Linked DNA regions of Zea mays: region 2 is linked to region 1. A link is a contact called in public Hi-C data. All regions are on one chromosome and are shown on one strand. The core of a region is the stretch at or near the end of the contact, and the rest is flanking DNA. Distances in the headings are between cores, read along the strand shown. Region 1 holds the start of LOC100501905 (Alpha-xylosidase 1). Region 2 holds the start of LOC100274910.

The links. Hi-C and Micro-C count contacts between places; a contact is called where the count stands out from the background.
Region 2: a Hi-C map of ear shows a contact between it and region 1, with 3 times the contacts expected there. The contact joins the promoter of LOC100274910 here to the promoter of LOC100501905 in region 1. A contact is called at or near these places in 2 of 25 Hi-C or Micro-C datasets (ear and leaf).

Annotation. Positions count from the first base shown.
Region 1 is chr3:22,856,566-22,862,124 of Zm-B73-REFERENCE-NAM-5.0, reverse strand. LOC100501905 (Alpha-xylosidase 1) reads left to right here and starts at 2,410. Exons shown (of 3, transcript NM_001323546.1): 1 at 2,410-2,922; 2 at 3,454-4,112. The coding sequence starts at 2,687.
Region 2 is chr3:22,997,793-23,003,351 of Zm-B73-REFERENCE-NAM-5.0, reverse strand. It overlaps LOC100274910, which reads right to left and starts at 2,727. Exons shown (of 1, transcript NM_001149162.2): 1 at 1,731-2,727. The coding sequence starts at 2,590. The coding sequence ends at 2,138.

The DNA of each region.
Region 1 (5,559 bases), core at 1,161-3,660:
TTTGTAAAGGCCTCGTAGTGGTACCCTGCCTCGCTTCCTTGGTAGAGGTGTATGGAGTCTGATCAACTCCGTGGCAAATGGGTAACACGACTTGTGGGTAAAGATGCGCAACCTCTGCAGAGTGTAAAACTGGTATACTAGCCGTGCTCACGGTCATGAGCGGCTCGGACACTCACATGATTAAATTATGGAACTTAAACTCAATTTGTCATATGCATTGCATCGCAGGTGAGGTTGTTACTTTTGTTCTACTACTTAATTGGGTTGGTATTTACTTATACTTAGTAATTGCTAATAAAATTTTGACAAACTTTAAAAGCAATGCTCAGCTCTAACCATTCTCTTTGGTAAGCCTTACACTTCACGTGAGCTCCCACCTTTGGCGAGTTCATGCACATTATTCCCCACAACTTGTTGAGCGATGAACGTATGTGAGCTCACTCTTGCTGTCTCACACCCCCCCACAGGTCAAGAACAGGTACCACAGGATGAGGCGCGTGGAGGATGCTGCGATGAGTTCGTGAGAGAGATCTAGGCCGTCGTCTCCCAGTCAACTTTGGGTTGCTGGATCGTTTTCCTCATATGATGTAATTATTTAATTATTCTGTATAGAACTCCTGTTATATAGTAAAGATGTGACATTCGATCCTGTGCCACTATGCATCATATGTGTGAGACTTGGTCCCAGTACACATGGTGTTATGTTCGCGCCCGGGCTTTGGATCCCTAAAACCCGGGTGTGACATTCTTGGATCGCTTTCTTCTTCCTCATTCTTGTTCTTCAAGCACTTGTAATCAAAGCAAGAGACACCAATTGTGTGGTGGTCCTTGTAGGGTCTAAGTGACCCGTTTGATTAAGGAGAAAGCTCACTCGGTCTAGGTGACCGTTTGAGAGAGGGAAAGGGTTGAAAGAGACCCGGTCTTTGTGACCACCTCAACGGGGACTAGGTTCTCAAGAACCGAACCTCGGTAAAACAAATCACTGTGTCATCCACTTCATTTTCTCTTGATTTATTTTTCCCCTCTCTTTCGGACTCGGAATTATTTCTAACGCTAACCCCGGCTTGCAGTTGTGCTTTAAGTTTGTAAATTTCAGTTTCCGCCTATCCACCCCCCTCTAGGCGACTTTCAAGATCTCCCTCTCGAACTATAAAAGAGGGACGCCCGAACAAGCATGTAGAGGAGAGCTAAAAGCATTCCGCCAGAGTTCTCCACTCTCATTCTGACACTTGCACTCTTTGTAACAAGTTTTCCAGAGCAATACAATGATCAACAGTACACTGGACGTAGGGCGCGAGCCTGAACCAGTATAAGCCCTCTCGAGTCACTTGATTCACCATTCGGAGTGAGTCGACGCTAGCCTGCCCCACCAAACACAAATTCTACTGTGTCCCCAATTTCTGAAACCATGACAGTTGGCGCGCCAAGTACAAGTAAAATTTGATCAACTAAAAACAACCGATCAAGCTAGCCTACCATATAGCCAACCCACGTAAAACACTAAATGCGGGAACATCCCGGTAAAATTGGGATTTCAGAAAATATAGATAGAAAACTATTGAACCGTTTTTGTTCTCGTTCCCGCATTATACCATCCTGTCCCCCCTAATACATAACAATCCATTTCAAAACGGAATAGAATGTCGAATGAAACGGAATTTTCCCATCCGTTTTCATCGCTACCCCTAATGTTGTTTCTAGCAACGTACTCTATATTCATCATATATATCCATCTTTTTGTAGTGTCCTCTAAAATATTTTATTCTCTATACCTCCTTTATCTATAGCAAGGTCTTATATCCTCCTCTGTACATAAATATATTAGAGACATATTTCACTTTTAATTTTTGCACCTACGTATTGTCATACTCTAAAATATATTGTACAATTTTAGTTTTGTTAAATCCGTTGTTTAAATTATTATAATGGATCCTTGAGAGAAAAGAGAAACTCTATATATAGGGTGTTTGAATGCACTAGAACTAATAATTAGTGGCTAAAATTAGTTGGTACATCTAAATACTCTAGCTAATAGTTTAGCTATTATCTATTTTTTTAATTAGTTAATAGTTAGATAACTATTTGTTAGCTACTTAATTTCACAACCAATTTTTAGTCAACTAACTATTAGTTTAGTGTATTCAAACACTCCATAATATATCCAGTAGCGTTATTTATATTTAGAGTACCTTTAAATATTGATGTTGGGCATGACTTCGTCCTTAAATTTCAGGGTTTGGCCTTTTAATGGACCTTGTTGGTCGTTGGAGACTGGCTTGAGCAAAAGAAAAGCTGACATTCCATGCTCTGCAAACCAGCTGGGTCCACTTATCAGTGATTGATGTAAGGAGTGGGCAGGGAGCCTATAAAGGAGGAAAAGGTTCGGAGATCATCGCCTCATCGGTATCCCCTGGACATGCCACTCAATGCATTCAGAGGGCGTAGCTGCTCAGCTGCCACTGCTCACTCCCCGCCATTAATTCGTAGTATTCAATACCACAGCAGTACCTCTCTCTCTCTCTCTCTCACCTTCTATCTAGGCATCTCCTCGTGACCTCGTCACTGTCTTGCATTTCATATACAGTTCACAGTTCACGCTGCAGGGCAGTGGCCATAGAGTAGCTCGTGAGCGAGGGAGCAAAAACCAGTGAAGAAAAAGAAAAAAAAAACAACGGGGCAAAACGAAATGCTGTCTTTTTCTCGTTCGGCCATCCTCTCCTACCTACTGTGGTGTCTTCTATTTCTCACATTGGCAAGCAGCAATGGCGCGGTCGCCACAGCAAAGCCGAAGGCTGGGTGCGGGTACAAGCTGGTCTCCCTTGTTCAGCTGCCCAACGGGGGAGGCCTTGTGGGTTACCTGCAGGTGAAGCAGCGCACCTCCACTTATGGTCCTGACATCCCTCGCCTCAGGCTCTTTGTCAAGTAAGAACTCGCTTCTCCTCGCCAATCAGCAAATCAGTAGCGCTCCTGTTCTTCGTTTTTTTTCCCGCGGTTGTTCTATATTCATTGATGTCGTCTGAAGTGTTGAACTTGAACGCATCCCTGTAGTACTTTCGAGGAGAATGTTGGTTGCTGCAAGAATCGATTGTTTAAATTCTTCATGACAAACAAATCTAGATTTACGGCTAGTAGATGTAGAGCAAAAGGAATTATTCAGAACATTTTGGGATTGGACTGCAACCAATAGTGTTCTATTCTTCCCCCTAAGGTCATGTTTTAATGGTTGACAATTAGTTCATCTGCATGCGGTCCCAGGCATGAGAGCATGACCATGACCTCGATATTTTACTGCTTCTACACTGAATGTTCACCTGCATAGACCCCAAAGGCCCAAACCATGATTTCTCAAGTATTCTAAAGACTTCCAATCACGAGCTCAGAGTATGCCTGAACTTTGCGATGGCTTAAAAAAAATTATCCGAGGTCATCTTCTAATGGTGAGACGCTATGCAGGCACGAGACCAGGGAGAGGGTGCGCGTGCAGATTACAGATGCAGATAAGCAGAGGTGGGAGGTCCCCTACAACCTGCTCCCAAGGGAGCCAGCCCCACCCGTGACCGGCGGCAAGGTCACGGGCGCCCCCTTCACGGGCGCCGAGTACCCCGGCGAGGAGCTGGTGTTCACCTATGGGCGCGACCCGTTCTGGTTCGCGGTGCACCGCCGGTCCACTCGGCAGCCGCTGTTCAACACCAGCGCCGGCGCGCTGGTGTTCAAGGACCAGTACCTGGAGGTGTCCACGGCGCTGCCCAAGAACGCCGCCCTGTACGGGCTCGGCGAGAACACGCAGCCGGGGGGCATCCGGCTGCGGCCCAACGACCCCTACACCATCTACACCACGGACATTTCCGCCATCAACCTCAACACCGACCTCTACGGCTCGCACCCGGTGTACATGGACCTCCGCAGCCTGGGCGGCCGCGGCGTCGCGCACGCCGTGCTGCTGCTCAACAGCAATGGCATGGATGTGTTCTACAGGGGCACGTCGCTGACCTACAAGGTCATCGGAGGTCTTCTCGACTTCTACTTCTTCTCGGGCCCGACGCCGTTGGCCATAGTGGATCAGTACACGTCGATGATCGGCCGTCCCGCGCCCATGCCTTACTGGGCATTCGGTAAGGACTGCCTTGCTCAGACTCAGAGTCGATTTCAGCCTTTTGTGCTGTCCTTTACTCATTGTCAGATTAGAAGGATATACATCAAATGCTTAAGTTATGGCTTGCTAAATTCCTGATTGGCACAATCAATTGGTTAAGTTATGATTAGCTAACTGCCAGATTGAGATTTGGTTTTTTATCTGATGCTATGGGCCCATGGATGGATACTTAATTGTTGCCAGATTAGTTTGATCCATTTGGTCATATATATTATGACAAGCTAACTTTCAGGTTGACTAATGACATGTAACGTTCTCTGGCAGTCTGACACACACTAATGTAGATCTTAGGTGACATAGGCAGTTTATTTGCTGTATCAGGCGTCACTAGACAGTGATAAGCATGCTGGTACTGTTTACTGTTACCATTCGCATCATGTGAACTCTTTGGTCAAAAGATAAATAAAGTCATGTAGAGACTCTGTTATAAAGCAGAATACTCCTCCCACGTCATGGAAATCATGGCATAATCCAGTATACTACCTTTCAGATTGCCAGTAGTGCAAATGTATCCCCTTGAAGCACTTCCGCTAACCATGCAAATTAGACAACTAAGGCCTAGTTTGGCAATCCTATTTTTTCATGGGATTTTCAATATTTAAAGGGAAAATGAACTAATTTTCCTTTGGAAAATGAAAAACCCTTGGAAAATTGGGGTTCCCAAACTAGCCATAAGTGTGACTGATTTATGTGCAAAATACTGCGGATATGCATCAACGCATGCACTGCGCAGACTGCTAGCAGATGGAGAAGCTTGTGCTGAAGAAGTTCGGAAATCTAAGAAAAATGCAATGCATCGATTGTTTCTCTCTCTCATATAGTATGTTCAGTGCTGTTGCTTTTGCCGATTACTTGTTCAGTACATGAATCTACATCAAAGGTGCATGTTCTTTGTTCTGAATAACATAGTCATCAAATTATGAACTATACTACCTCCGTTCTCAAATATTTATCGCCCGGTAGTTCATTTTTGAACTAAAACGCGTCAAATAAAAAAGAACAGAGGGAGTATTTTGCTACGAACATTCATTGCTTCCAGAGTAACTAATGCATTGGATGAAACATCGTCACCCTGGCACACACACACTGATTTAACTTAGGGGGAGACAGTGATAAGCGTACCATGTGTCTTATTCCCAGTAGATTAGTATTCCACTGATGTGTGAAATTCCTTTCATCAGAAAAAAAATTCAGTTTCCTTGTTCGTCCTGTCAAATAAAATACTGAAAACTTTTGTTCACTAGTGTTTGTAGCCTTGCATATCATGATAATAACAAAATCTGGCATCTTGATGTGCCTTGCTGGAAGCCTTGGGAACTGGAATTTACTTGTATGATCATTCTTTAGGAATTTGTAAATTATCTCCATATCTACATTCAAACATATAGCTTCCCAAAATGCAGCCT
Region 2 (5,559 bases), core at 1,478-3,977, 140 kb before region 1:
CCTGCGTCCAAGTCACAGAAAACGATTCGAGAACTCGACGAGTATCTGTCTGCTGTCCTCTAGGCGGCTACGGCGAGTCGGCGACGCGGTCCACTCGGTCGCATTAAAATATCCGGCGGCCGGCGACCCAACAGCCACCCGACCCAGCAGACGGGACACGGGGCGGGGCGCAGAGCACGGCCCGCACCCCACACGTACACCTCACCTGAGAGTCACCTCAGGCATGCATCACGGTCTCGGCCCCGCTTGGCACCAAACCAAGTGTGTCCACCACCACCAGTCCACCACATATGTCCATCGCGCACGCACGCACGCACGCACCTGGCGTCACGCGGCGACGTGTGCCTGCTGGCGTCGGCCATGGCAGCTGTCCACATACAGTACGTACTAGCAAGCACTAGAGCAGACAGACAGGTACCGGCGCCGGGCCACCATGTGCGTGCCCGACGACCTTTTTGCTGCGTCTACTGCTATCCAAGTCTACAATATCTGCCTAGTGCCTTCTGCTCTGCTACCAGTAGGTAGCACATGGTGCGGTGGTGCCGTGCGGGGGCGAACCGTGCGACGCGTGCACGCAGGCACAGCACAGCGCACAGACGACGCAGCTGGCGCTGTGCAGTGCAGTGCATGGCATGCGCGGTCCGGTCCGTCCACACGAACACGACCACACTGAGCTTCCGTTCCCCGTTGCTCTACTGCGCGTCTAATTAAACGCTACGCCATGTGCGTTCAAACCTAGCCCTGCCCCCACTCGCGCTAGGTCCCCGGCCGGTCTCCTGGGTTCACACGCCTAGAGCGTACGTACCCGCGTAGTACCGAAACGGAAGTCGTGAATCTGTGATGCTTCGTACACAGATCGAGATGGTCGGGCTCTAGACTTGATTTGCCAATAATCTTGACGTAGATCGATCGCTCCAACAAGCAACTGATTGCGTGCTTTAGGCTCCATGTCTGGTCAAGAGCTACTATATACTGTATTCGGGGCCACGATGACAATGTGTCATCATATACTTGCTTTGACTTGACCATACAACCAAGGTAATGAATGGTTCTTTCTCAATTATTTACGTACAGCGTCGGAATACATTTGTCCTTCCCTGGTGCTGTCCGATGGTTAGCAATCAAAGTTGGCTCGCCTATCAGTAGCAATATCAACTTGCTTTTTTGTGAAGGGAAATGGAACGGCGGCAGCGGCGCACTCAAAACGTGTGCCTACAAAGTCAACAGCTCGTACAGTAAGCCTTGTACACATGGACGGCCGACGGGTTACGATTCACCAAGTAAAAAATAAATGAAATACTGCATGCGCGAGCGCGACAAAATAAAAAGTCCACAAAATTATCCGCGGATCAGGGGGGGGAGGGGGGGGGGAGTTTTTCCAGCGCTACAAGATAGTAGCAGGTGGGATTGGTAATTGTTGACGATGCTTTTTAGTCCAAAAATATATATGCTGCAAATTTTTATTGGGTACTCATGAAGATGCTATGACAACAGAGGTACTCTTCTTTTTTACGAAACACTATCCTAATTAATTAACCTTCCAAATCGGTAAGAAAAAGAATTACAGTTTGTTCATCACAGAAGAAATGTGCTACAATAATATGTGTGCGAACGGACAGATCCATTCAAGTCCAAAAGCTATGCTATATTAATAGTATATATCATTAATATAATACTGTATACATAAAACTAATAAACATGCCATCGTTAGCAGTCATAGGTTAAAAATAATACATAAAACGCAACGAATAGTTAAACACGTCATTTTTTCGGACGGTACATCAACTGCTCCGATTAAAAGGTATTTTCCTGCAACCAAAGCAACGAACCAGTCTCACCTGTCCACACGGAGCAGCGCACCAAAGAGAGCCACTAAAAAAATTACGATTACATGATGGGGATTCGGATCAGTAATTCACCGAGGGGAAGGTACGCACTGTGTGTGCTGTGCTGTGCCGCCCGCGGACGATTGCGACCACCGTCGGCTCTCGGCTGACATGACATCACCGACTCACCGGGCCAGCCACCTCCCAGCAGCAGCCGAGCTGACGCGCACGCCCAACGGCCCCACGCTACGGCTCTCCTTGGCTGGCGCGGTGCAGGAGGCAGGTGACGATGCGCCGCGCGCTACGCTACGCTACGCCTGGACGCGCGCCGAGCGAGGGGTGGCCGGCGCCTCCGGCTCCGGCTCCGCGTTCAGGTCCAGCCCGGCACGCGGCGACGGGGCGGTAGCGCGGACGACGGCTACAGGCTCGTCGGGCCGCGGCTGCGCCGGCTCCTGCTGCGTGGGGGTCGGGGTCTCAGGCGCCGGCGCGCCAGGGGCCGGGGTCGCGAAGTCCTCCCAGGAGAAGCTGGGCCGCCACGCCGGCGCGCGCGGGGCGGGCCGGGCGCCGGCGCCGCACAGCCGGCGGGAGGCGTCGCGGATGCGCCGCAGGATGGCGTAGAACTCCTCGACCTCGGCGTCCGAGGCCTCGTCGACGGCGACCGGGGCGGCGGCAGCGGCAGCGGCGGCGGCGGCGTCGGCGTCGCCGGTGATGTCGGCGTCGGGGCGCTTGCGCTTGCGCCTGGCGGTGGCCGCGCTCGCGTCCATGGTCTCACGGGCACGGCGTGCTGAGCAGTGCGCGGGGAGGAGCGGGCATAGCAAGTGTTTGGTGGCTTAGAGGAGTGTTTTCGAAGAAAAGAAAAAGGACCGCTGGTTTATAAGGCGGAAAGAGCAATTATGCGGAAATATGTTCTTTTTCTTTGAAACTTCTCCGGGCGATGGAGTGGTCTTCTTTTTATACGATGGGCCAATTGTTTATGCACACTGTTATATAGTTCTAGCTAACACTACGGTCTAAAAAAGAATAGTTGTCGACAGAGGTAGCATAAGTGAGAATTGGAGATGGGTAGCATGAAGAAATTACCCCATTAAAGATACTCCCTCCGTTTCTTTTTATTTGTCGCTGCATAGTGCAATTTTGCACTATCCAGCGACAAATAAAAAGAAACGGAGGGAGTATCTATTAGTCCATTAAGGGTTTGTTTGGGATCAAAGGTAATGGAGTGGATTGAGGGGGCTAAAATCCCTCACTACTTAATTTTGAATAGTGAGGGATTATAGCCCCCTCAATTCCCTCCATTACCCTTTGTCCCAAACAAGCCCTAAAGGTTTGCACCACCAGACGATGCACGTAGTAGTTTAGCGCCTCCACGAACCGCTTCATCATCGTCGCGACGTTGTGCCACGACTCTATTTTGTAACCACCACCACCACTTTGGGTGATAGGCCCCACATCGCACATAGGAACGTGTCCGCGCACGACATCGACGGGACACACTGGTCTCTAGGCTCAGGTGTCGTTGATAACTGTCGATGTCGTTGCTCTGTTGGTGGCAGCCATCCTTGCCAGAGTCGTCAGGGGAGGCTAGGAGGTAGTGCAGCTATAGACTGGAGGTCATAAGCTCATGGCCCGCACCTCACATGTCTTCACTTGGAGCTACTCCATGTCCAGCGCCTCCAACCGGGATACGACTAGGTTAAACTAGAAGGGCACGTCTAGTCGCTCCGCCTCCATGGTCAACACCATGGCTATGTGCGTGAGCACGTCCCTATACTCGTGCATGGTTAAATCCACCAAATAAATTGCACTTAGGCTTAACAGACCATCAAAACCAATGGTTCAGATCGTTGGATAACTCACTCTCCCTTACTCACATAAATCCAATGGACAATATTATTTGCATTATCCCTTATCTTTCAACCCTTCCCTCCCCCTTGCCCTCACTAGCATATAGCTTGTGTGTCACACCCGGTTTCAGAAGTCAAACCGAATGTGAACTATGTACGTGGAAGGATAAGAACTCACATACACAACGATTACATAGATAAAATACCATTGCACAATGCTCTAATAATAACATAAAGGGTATTAGACTTACAAGAAACAGATGTCGAAGACACCAACATATTCATTGACTTCACAATTATCAAAGTGCTAAAACGGAACGTAGCTAAGATAAAGGACTTCCATTGGTAATTGACTCGGGGATTACACTTATCGAGGAAATGATCCCTGGTCTCTAGGACCTGCCAGTTAGATAGTGCAATGAGGAAAGAGCCCTTGATCGTTGGGGTCGTTGGTCAGTTGAGAGAGGTGGATACGTCAACCCTGAAAGAGTCCACCCCCGGTCGAACCTCGCGCCATCGAGCCCAAGGTCGGGCGTGACGGAACTAGATGGGAGGGGACGAGCTTGTCGAAAGGGAATCACTCGAGTGGATCACGCGTCTGGCCTTAGACTGGCCTATCATAAATAGCCGACCACATTTAACCATGCTTGGCACTGAGCCATAGCGCGGGCGCCGATCCACTTCCCACTCATAACCCCTCGGGTCAAATACACATTCATGACCTACGAGCTCCCGGGACCGCGACACATTAATGGCCTGCACGTCACTTGCCCTACGACGCACTCATGGTGAAAGGGAATTAGGCTTACACCTAGTTCCTAAATTATTTTGGTGGTTGAATTGCCCAACACAAATAATTGGACTAACTAGTTTGCTCTAGATTGTATGTTCTACAGGTGCCAAAGGTTCATCTACAACTATACTAATTCGACTGACCGGAATACCGTAGATTATTCCGGACAGGAGAAGCTTTTTGGAAAAACAGGCCAAGCGCGGACCGTCCGGGCCTTTGCGGCGGACCGTCCGCGACACAAGGATGACCCTCGGACAGAACCAATACAAAAACACAAGTTTCCACTACAGACTGTCCGTAGGAAAAGCAAAGACCGTCCGAGCCCTCGCGCGGACCGTCCGGCCTCAGGCGCGGACCGTCCGGTCGGTAAGAAACCGAAAAACCCGAAGGTGACGGGTTCGGAGAAATGAATTATAGAGGGCCTCGCGGACCGTCCGGGGTGCACGACCGGACCGTCCGCGACTGGCTCTGTCTGACATCTGACGACGCATTAAATGCAATATAGCCGTTGATATAGCCGTTACTGCTGACCGTTGCATTTTCAGCCGTTGATCTACAGGGGCGGACCGTCCGCACCAGGAGGGCGGACCGTCCGCGCTCAGCAGAAAGGCCCAACGGCTAGGAAGTGGTTGGTGGCTATAAATACCACCCCAACCACCTCCATTCAAATCATCCAAGCATTCCAACCTTCAACATTCAATACAAGAGCTAGCACTCCATTCAAAGACACATTCAAAGCCTCCACCTCTCCAAGTTTCACAATTGAGAAAAGAGATCATTAGTGATTAGTGACTTGAGAGAGGAAGTGATCCGTGTGTTACTTGTCGCTCTTGTCGCTTGGCTTTTTAATCGTGCTTTCTTGATCCTTTCATCGCAATCAAACTCACTTGTAATTGAGGCAAGAGACACCAATCTTGTGGTGATCCTTGTAGGAACTTTGTGTTCCAAGTGATTGAGAAAAGAAAGCTCACTCGATCCGAGGGATCGTTTGAGAGAGGGAAGGGTTGAAAGAGACCCGGCCTTTGTGGCCTCCTCAACGGGGAGTAGGTTTGAGAGAACCGAACCTCGGTAAAACAAATCTCCGTGCCTCACTTGC